Linked DNA regions of Triticum aestivum: region 1 is linked to region 2. Evidence: chromatin contacts called from public HiCAR-type data. All regions are on one chromosome and are shown on one strand. The core of a region is the stretch at or near the end of the contact, and the rest is flanking DNA. Distances in the headings are between cores, read along the strand shown. Region 1 holds the start of LOC123182319 (selT-like protein). Region 2 holds the start of LOC123182315 (cyclin-dependent kinase 11.1).

The links. HiCAR-type assays count read pairs that join an accessible place to other places.
Region 1: a HiCAR-type map of leaf shows a contact between it and region 2, with 8 times the contacts expected there. The contact joins the promoter of LOC123182319 here to the promoter of LOC123182315 in region 2. A contact is called at or near these places in 1 of 5 Hi-C or Micro-C datasets (leaf) and 1 of 1 datasets of contacts at active chromatin or transcription factors (leaf).

Annotation. Positions count from the first base shown.
Region 1 is chr1D:391,173,447-391,177,091 of IWGSC CS RefSeq v2.1, forward strand. LOC123182319 (selT-like protein) reads left to right here and starts at 1,965. Exons shown (of 4, transcript XM_044594844.1): 1 at 1,965-2,279; 2 at 2,403-2,476. The coding sequence starts at 2,043.
Region 2 is chr1D:390,829,576-390,833,284 of IWGSC CS RefSeq v2.1, forward strand. LOC123182315 (cyclin-dependent kinase 11.1) reads right to left here and starts at 2,099. Exons shown (of 8, transcript XM_044594839.1): 1 at 1,677-2,099; 2 at 854-1,432; 3 at 204-504; 4 at 1-115. The coding sequence starts at 1,935.

The DNA of each region.
Region 1 (3,645 bases), core at 715-3,214, 340 kb after region 2:
CCAGCTCACTCGCGGGACCTTGCTAAGGCAGGGCGTCCATGCCCAGAGGCTCAGGACCTGGGTGTCCGTCTTCAACTTGGACGCGGGCTCGATGTAGTCGAGGGAGCACCCGGAGCCGACAGCGTTGGCGACGGCGAGATCATCCCAGGCATAGAGGGGGAGGCCCTCGAGGCATAGGCGAACATGCTGGCCGAGGTCGACGTGCTCCGCGTGCGCCTCAAGCCGCCACGCCCGCAGCTGCAGCTTGGTGTCCCCGAACGGCAGCACACGGCAGGAGGCGGCCAGCTCGGCGTGATGCTTGTGGATGAACCGCACGAGATACTTCTCAGGGTGGTGGAGGACGACGACCACGTCAGGTTGCAGTGCCCCGAGCCTGTCAGCGAGGAACGCGGCCATCTCGTTGGTGGAGACTTGGCGGTCCCGGTCGAACCAGGCGACGACGGCGTTGGACTCCAGGAGGGCCATCTCCAGCTGCATGGCGGGGGTGTTGTGGATGGTGGCGGACACCTCCGGGTGGACGGAGTGGTCGCCAGCCCAGGCCGAGGTCGCAGCAGCGGAGGCCATCGCAGCCGGCGGGGACGGGGACTGGGCCTTCTGCAGGATCCGAGGCGGCGGAGGGGGTGGCGACGTGCACTGCCTAGGCGCGCCGGGACGCAGATGAGGGCGCGGGGCGTGGAAGCAGTCGCGCGCCCAGTGGCCCGAGCGAAAGCAGCGCCTGCAGGTGACGGGGTTTCGGCAGTCGACGGCCCGGTGTCGGTGGCCAAGGCAGTGGAAGCAGAGCCCCTTTATCCACGCAGGTGGAGGAGCGCGCGCAGTGAATGCCCCAGCTGGCTTGGCCGGCGAGCGTGGCCGCCGTGATTTGACCTCAACCCATGGCGCGGTCTTCTCAACCTCGAGCCCCGCGGCCGCCGCGCCGCGCGGCCTTGATTGCTCAGCGGCATCCTGCACTGGCGCAGGCCGAAAGCAAGCGAGCCATCCCGCGGCAGAACCTTCATTAAAATCCCTGGCGCCCGACGAGATGGCGGTACGGGCAGCCCCAGCCGCATTGAAGCCGGTCGGCGGGGAAGCAGCGTTGGCGAGCAGGCCGGGAGGGGTCTCCAGCACCACCTGCACCTCATCAGCAGGGAGACGCGGTCGACCCGGGGGAGGAGGCGGAGGCGTGTCGAAGTCCAGATCTGGATCGGGCACACCTGGGAGCACCGGGGACGAGGCCTGCGAAGCAGGGAACTCCCAAAGGAGCTGCTGGGACGGGCGGTGGAGGCCGGCTAGGAGGGCAGCGGGAAGGGAGTGAGGTGTGGCCGACGACGCCGGAGCGAGCGCCGCCGGTATGGGCCGGTGGAGCGGTGGTGGGTTGGGAGCGGGCATGGTAGATACGCCACACCAGCTTGGAGTCTTGAGTGGAACACTTGTTTTGTCTTGCCGGTAAGACCTGGTGGTGAGCTTCCAACCCAAGATTCCAAAGGTCGCTTACCAAACTGATTTGGACCAAACTTTGATTGACATTGACCCGAAGAAAGCTCAGTTGTCTGCCTGGTCATCATGGGACGTTTCCCTTACGCCGCAAGGCTGCCGGTAGCTCATCTCTCTTTCTGACCACAGAACTACTCCATGATTATTTTTGTTGTTGGTGAGAGCGAACTGCAGCTAACTCAAGTAGCCGTCGAGTGTTCCAGAGTTGACAGTCAGTCCCATTGCAGCACGTTTTGAGTGAGTAAAAAAAAAACGTAGTTGGGCCGTCGTGGGCCGTCTAAATCCAGAAGGCCGACGGCATCCAGTCACACACACACACACACCACCGCCGTCGTGCGCTGTAAGTTGGAAGCAGACATTTCCATCCGAGCCCAAGCCCACAGCCTCCACCACCAAAAGATTCCCGGCCTTTCGCCGCACGACGTTGGAACCCCACTGACACCACCGGAGCCCACCTGGCAGGCGGCTTGACGAAGGAAGGTGCCTCGTCGCCTTCAGAACCGGCTCCGCCTCTTTCCGTTCCGCGTCCCAGGAAAAAAGAAGGGAGGAGAGCGGGCGACCGGAAGGCGGCGATGGCCATGGACCGCGTGCAGCTCCTCCTCGTCGGCCTCCCCGCGATCCTCTTCATCTCCGACCTCTCCCACATCTTCGCGCCGCCGCCTCCCCACCTCCGCCACCCCCATGGCCACCCCCCGCACCACCCCCACGCTCATCCGCCCCACCATCCCCACCAGCCGCACCCGCCGCACCACCACCCCCACCCGCCGCACCACCACCACCACCCGGACCCCGCCGCCGCCGCCATACAGGTCGGTCGTAAACCCTAGCCCGAGATTCCTTTTCCCCCTTGTCGTATCGTAAGACCCTAGCCCGGAATTCTGTCGCTCCGATCTGGGCTGCAGAGCTGACGTGTTGTTTTGGTGAAACCGCAGCAGCCCAATCTGGAAGGAGGAGCTGGATTCGGCACGACCGTGGAGCTGCAGTTCTGCGCCTCCTGCTCGTACAAGTGAGTCTCCGCGGACTGTTGGTTGCTTGCTTGCTAAGCTGCTGCTGTTAGTTTGCCTGTGCGGATCGAGTGGACTTATGCGTAGTGTAGCGGATACTGAGTTTTTGGAATTGCTGTGTGCCTGCCTTACTTGACCAGAGGCCAATACACGGACCAATTATCGTCCAAAATGATTTAGGAGGTGGATTATTTGGTACTCCAGTAAAGCCAGTGTCACTGGTGGTTCTTAGGGCAACTACAACGGGGACGCTTAGACTGGGCGCTAGGATCAAATCCCCAGTAGTTAAGCCTAATATCCCGGCCGTTTTTTCCTATTCCCGGCTAAGCCCAGGATTCAGGCTAGCATCGACGCAACTTCTGGCCCCGGGCGCTAGCCCGTTTTTTCTTTCGAGGTATGACACAGAGTGCGTCCTGTTAAGCAGCTGTACCTTGTCATTGCCGTTGGAGGACTGGACGCTAACACCGCTGCTACATGATTTTTCTTTTCTTGTATTTCCTTAAGCGCCCGTGCAAGCGCCTAGGCATTGAACATGCCCTTAGATAGCATTTGCTAATGCCGAACGCTTAATACAGTTGCGTTAAACTAGTAGTGTGGAACTGGAGCAGTTATTGTTTATGAAAATGTTAGTGTGCTGGTGACAGTGTTAATGCTTTGTTAAACACTAAAAGTCAGACACTGTTATGAAATATGTACATGGATCAAGTAAGAGCTCCTATTGGAATAAATATGGTATATTATTTAAATATATGAAAGAGATTGGATTAGAATTAGAGGTCGAATTAGTATCCTTTGGTCATTACTCAGGGATCAAGCAAGTGCTCCTATATAAGGGCTGATTTAGGGCACGCTTGGAATGGTTGTAAGTAAATACAGGGGTGTTTACTTTACACTTGTATCTTACCGGCCGCGTAGTAAATTTCGGCTGGAAACGAAACGACGAGCCGAGACCAGTATTTATTTTACAGGTGTATTAGAGGAAACACGACAATCCAATCAAGGCCTTAGGAATATAAATTGACGTATGGAGTACTTGTGAGCTCTTTTTCACTCTTTGACAATGAAAGCCATGAGGACCTCAACACTGTGTTGTAAGGATGCCTCCCAATCTTGCTTCTTTAGTACATAGGTAGTGGTGGAATAGTTAACTATATTCCGGATGTGGTTTGAG
Region 2 (3,709 bases), core at 849-3,348:
TGCCTGTACGACCCTGCTGAATGCAGCGGAACCGAGATATTCAGTGATGCGATATCTTCCGGCAACAACTGAATCTACCACAATAGGAAAATCTTTGTTTTCCTCAAAGCCAGTCCTGCAGGGAAATCCTATCACATGAGCATACAAGTATATCCAAATAATTATTTGGCAGAAATAAATAGAAAAGGTATTGGATAGTGAACCTGTTCTTCCGGTGGAAAATCCTCAGCTCAAATTCCTCATATTCTTGATGAAAAACAGAGCTTGCAAGATCAATCGCCGTTTTCGGACCTTCATCGATATTATGAGCAGCATTTTGAACATTTGTATCCGCTGGCCCGAAGTCCTCCATCCCATAAATATCTTCAGGAATACTAATCTCAGGAAAAGGGTGCACGCTGTAACTATCCTTTAGAAATTCCTTGTCATCGACAATTTTGTCATCTGTTATAAGGTCAATATCCAGTTCATCTTTTACTCTGAAGTCATGGTTAAACCTATGGTCTGAAAGAGATAAATAAAGTCAGAATGGAACCAACTAGTACACAAGCAAAAATAAATAAATTCACTTCATGTGAGGACAACGAATTTTGGAATTACAAAGGTACGCAAATCTGGATCAACCAGAAAAACTACATCAGATCAACCAGCAAAATTACATCACAATTCAAGTTTGTTCTGGGTTCGTAATTCAAGCATATACCAATGTTCTAGAATTGCGACAGTCAGGTGCTAGTACAAAATATAATCTCTTCAGAAAACAATCCAATCACAGAGTGAATCGTTCCAAGCTTGTTAGAGCGAAGCATGACAAATGATCCTGAGGAATATGGAAGAGGGCAGAAGCACTTACTGTTAGCAGCATTTGCGTCTTCAGACAAGTACGGACTGAGCATCTGAAGCTCCTTCTCCAGCGCACTGAGATCAAACTCCTTGTCATCTCCACTCCTGGAATCCACTAACGGACCGCCCTTGAGTGTGGCATCGTCATTCACATTGCGCCTGAACTGGTGCGCGTCCGCACCGCACTCATCAAGCACCTCCGTCAGGTCGTCCATGATCTGATACCTCCCGTACACAGCAGACCAAGAATCCCTCACAAACTCCCGACCATTCTTGTGATCCATTTCCCCGTGGCAGCAACTGCAGGGCGGTTTCGTATACGCCTCTGCATTGCCCTTGCTGCGGTCGTGGCGTCGGCCGCTGTCGTCGCCAATCTCGCCGACGTCGGGGTCAACAATGAACTTGTCCTCCTCGTCGCCGTCGCCGCTCTTGCCACTGGTCTCCGGCTCGCGGTGGAACAGGTGGTCGTCGTAGAGCCAGTTCTCGCCGAAGAAGAGGTCGGTGGTGTCGTACTCGCGCGCCGTGCCGAACTCCGACGCCTCCGACGGCGCGCGTGGCGGCGACCACACCCCGTACGGATTCAGCAGCCCTGATCTCCAAGCGAAACAGCCAAACGAAAACAGAAGCGACAAAATTCGGATCAGAATTCGAGCAAAAGCACACGCGCGAGCTTGAAGCATATGCGTCTCTCGTTGACGCGCAGAGATCGAGATTCACAGCGTCAGTCAGTGAGTCAATCACACGCCCCGGTCGCTCTCGGGAGGCCGGCCGCGCGCGCCGATGGCCAGGAGGGTTCAACACACCGGGGAAAAACTAATGGACCGGGAGTGTACCTGAAGGCGTGGAGGTCGTGCTGAGGAAGGCGTCGGAGGAGGAGCTGGAGGCGGGGCTCGCGAGCGCGGCCCCGGCCCCGCCGGAGGCGGAGTAGGAGGCGCCGAGCCGCAGCGGCGGGAGCCGGGGGTCGTCGGAGTCGGCGGATTCGTCCCCTCGCCTCCCCGCGAGGACGCCGTGCCGCAGCGCGAGGCCGTGGCCGGCGTCGGCGGGGAACCCCAGCCCCACGACGCCGACGGCCTCCTCCGCGCCACGCGCCATGGCCAGCGAATCACTCGTGCGCCCGCCGCTGACCCTGCGCCGCCACGGCCACCATTTGAAGCGAAGCGGGGCGAGGCGAGCGGGTACCGCGGCACGCGACGCAACTGCGACGAGAGAGAGACCGAGAGCGAGAGCAAAGCACTAGCGGGAGCGAGGCCGCACGGGATCCAACCAACGCGCCCGCACACGACAGCGCCTTCTCGGGGCTGACGCGCGGGGCCCGCGGGCCAGCGTGTCGATGTCGGCGTCGGCCCGGGGCCGCTGTCGAGGGGCGCCCGCGGTGGGTGGTCTGGTGCGCGCGCGCGGCAGGATGATGGAGCGATCCGACGTGGAGGGAGCGGGGCCGTCATTATTGTCAGTCGCTGTTGCGCTGGACGCCGCCCCCGCTCCCCGCCCCGCTGGGGGATCCGGATCCTCTGCGGCGCGCGGCGCTCGTGACGGACACGGCGGATCGGCCGATCTACCACTCCTACCAGGTACTACTACCAGCGTCCAGCGGCAACGACGTCAGATCTATCTGCCTGCCGTGGTAGGGCAGGTCGGCCTTCCCTTCGCACCTTTCCCGAACCCCGCGGCCCTACTATTGGAACCGCACCTGCTCCGGCTTTAGCGAGCAGCTGAGGGCATAATTGCGTCCTCGCCGGGCCGGGCCGGAGCGGCCGTGCGATCGTGCACTGGCTGGTTACTGAATGGATCAATGAATGATGCTGCTGCTTAATTGCGTGATGTTCTGGACTCTGGTTTGGTAGATGAGCGTTATGGGCTAGCTCGCAGTGGGGCGTGTGGGTTTTGTGCGATCGAAGAAAGGAAAAGGCTACAGTAGAGGACTGGTTGACAGTGCGTCTGCGACTTGTTTTGTTCACCACCTGAAAAACCTGCTTCTTTTTTTAATCTCGTCTGGTTAGGCGTACCATCCAGTAAAAACGACGTCGCACTGGAGACCTCCTTGTCATGGTAGTTCGGGGAACGACTATCTATGGGAGTAGGGTAAAAACAAAAGAAAAGTGCTCAAAGTTAGTGCTCTACCTCGTAAAAGCAAAAGATTGCGTTCGTGCTGTTTGTACGCTTAATGATTGCTTACAGCGAGTCATCACAGATGTGATCTTAATTGACGACCGCTGGAAAAGCGATTTATAAATAAGAAGACCGTCCCAGCGAGCAGTTCATGTTCTCTTCAAGGTCTGGTGATAACGCCAGTAAATACTGGCCTCATTTATGTTCCTTTTTTTCATTAGTAGTGAAAGGGGAGCAAAGCTTGGTCTGGCTTTATTAGGTGACTTGAACACTCCCATCTCCAGCCTCCAGGCATGCGGCTACTACTACACTCCTTAAGCAGATTATGTATGCTCAAATCACTACAAACTGATTAAAGTTTGGGGAACACTGTTTTTGAGCTCGACAGACCTGCACCTATTACATCTCCACTGGTCCAGCCCGCCTTTAATATGTTCTCTAATCTTTATTAGTTTGGACTTTGGAATGATAAAGCTGATAATTCGCTGTCTAAACAAGCCGCTTCCTCTTTTGATTTTCTTCTCCGCTCGAAAACGGCGGTAGCTGAAGCTTAAGTGTAAAGGCAACATGATTAGTCAGCGAAATGGGAGGAATGCCACACAATCTCCAATGATTTCGGAAGCAATGGCCCCAAGAGCAGTTGGGTTTAAAGTTTAAACCCACGAACAATAAGTGGACCGCTACAAGTACTACATGAGACCAGGCAAACTCTCAAAATTATACTGTGACGACAAACTGCAGGTTACCCTGATCCCGTCTT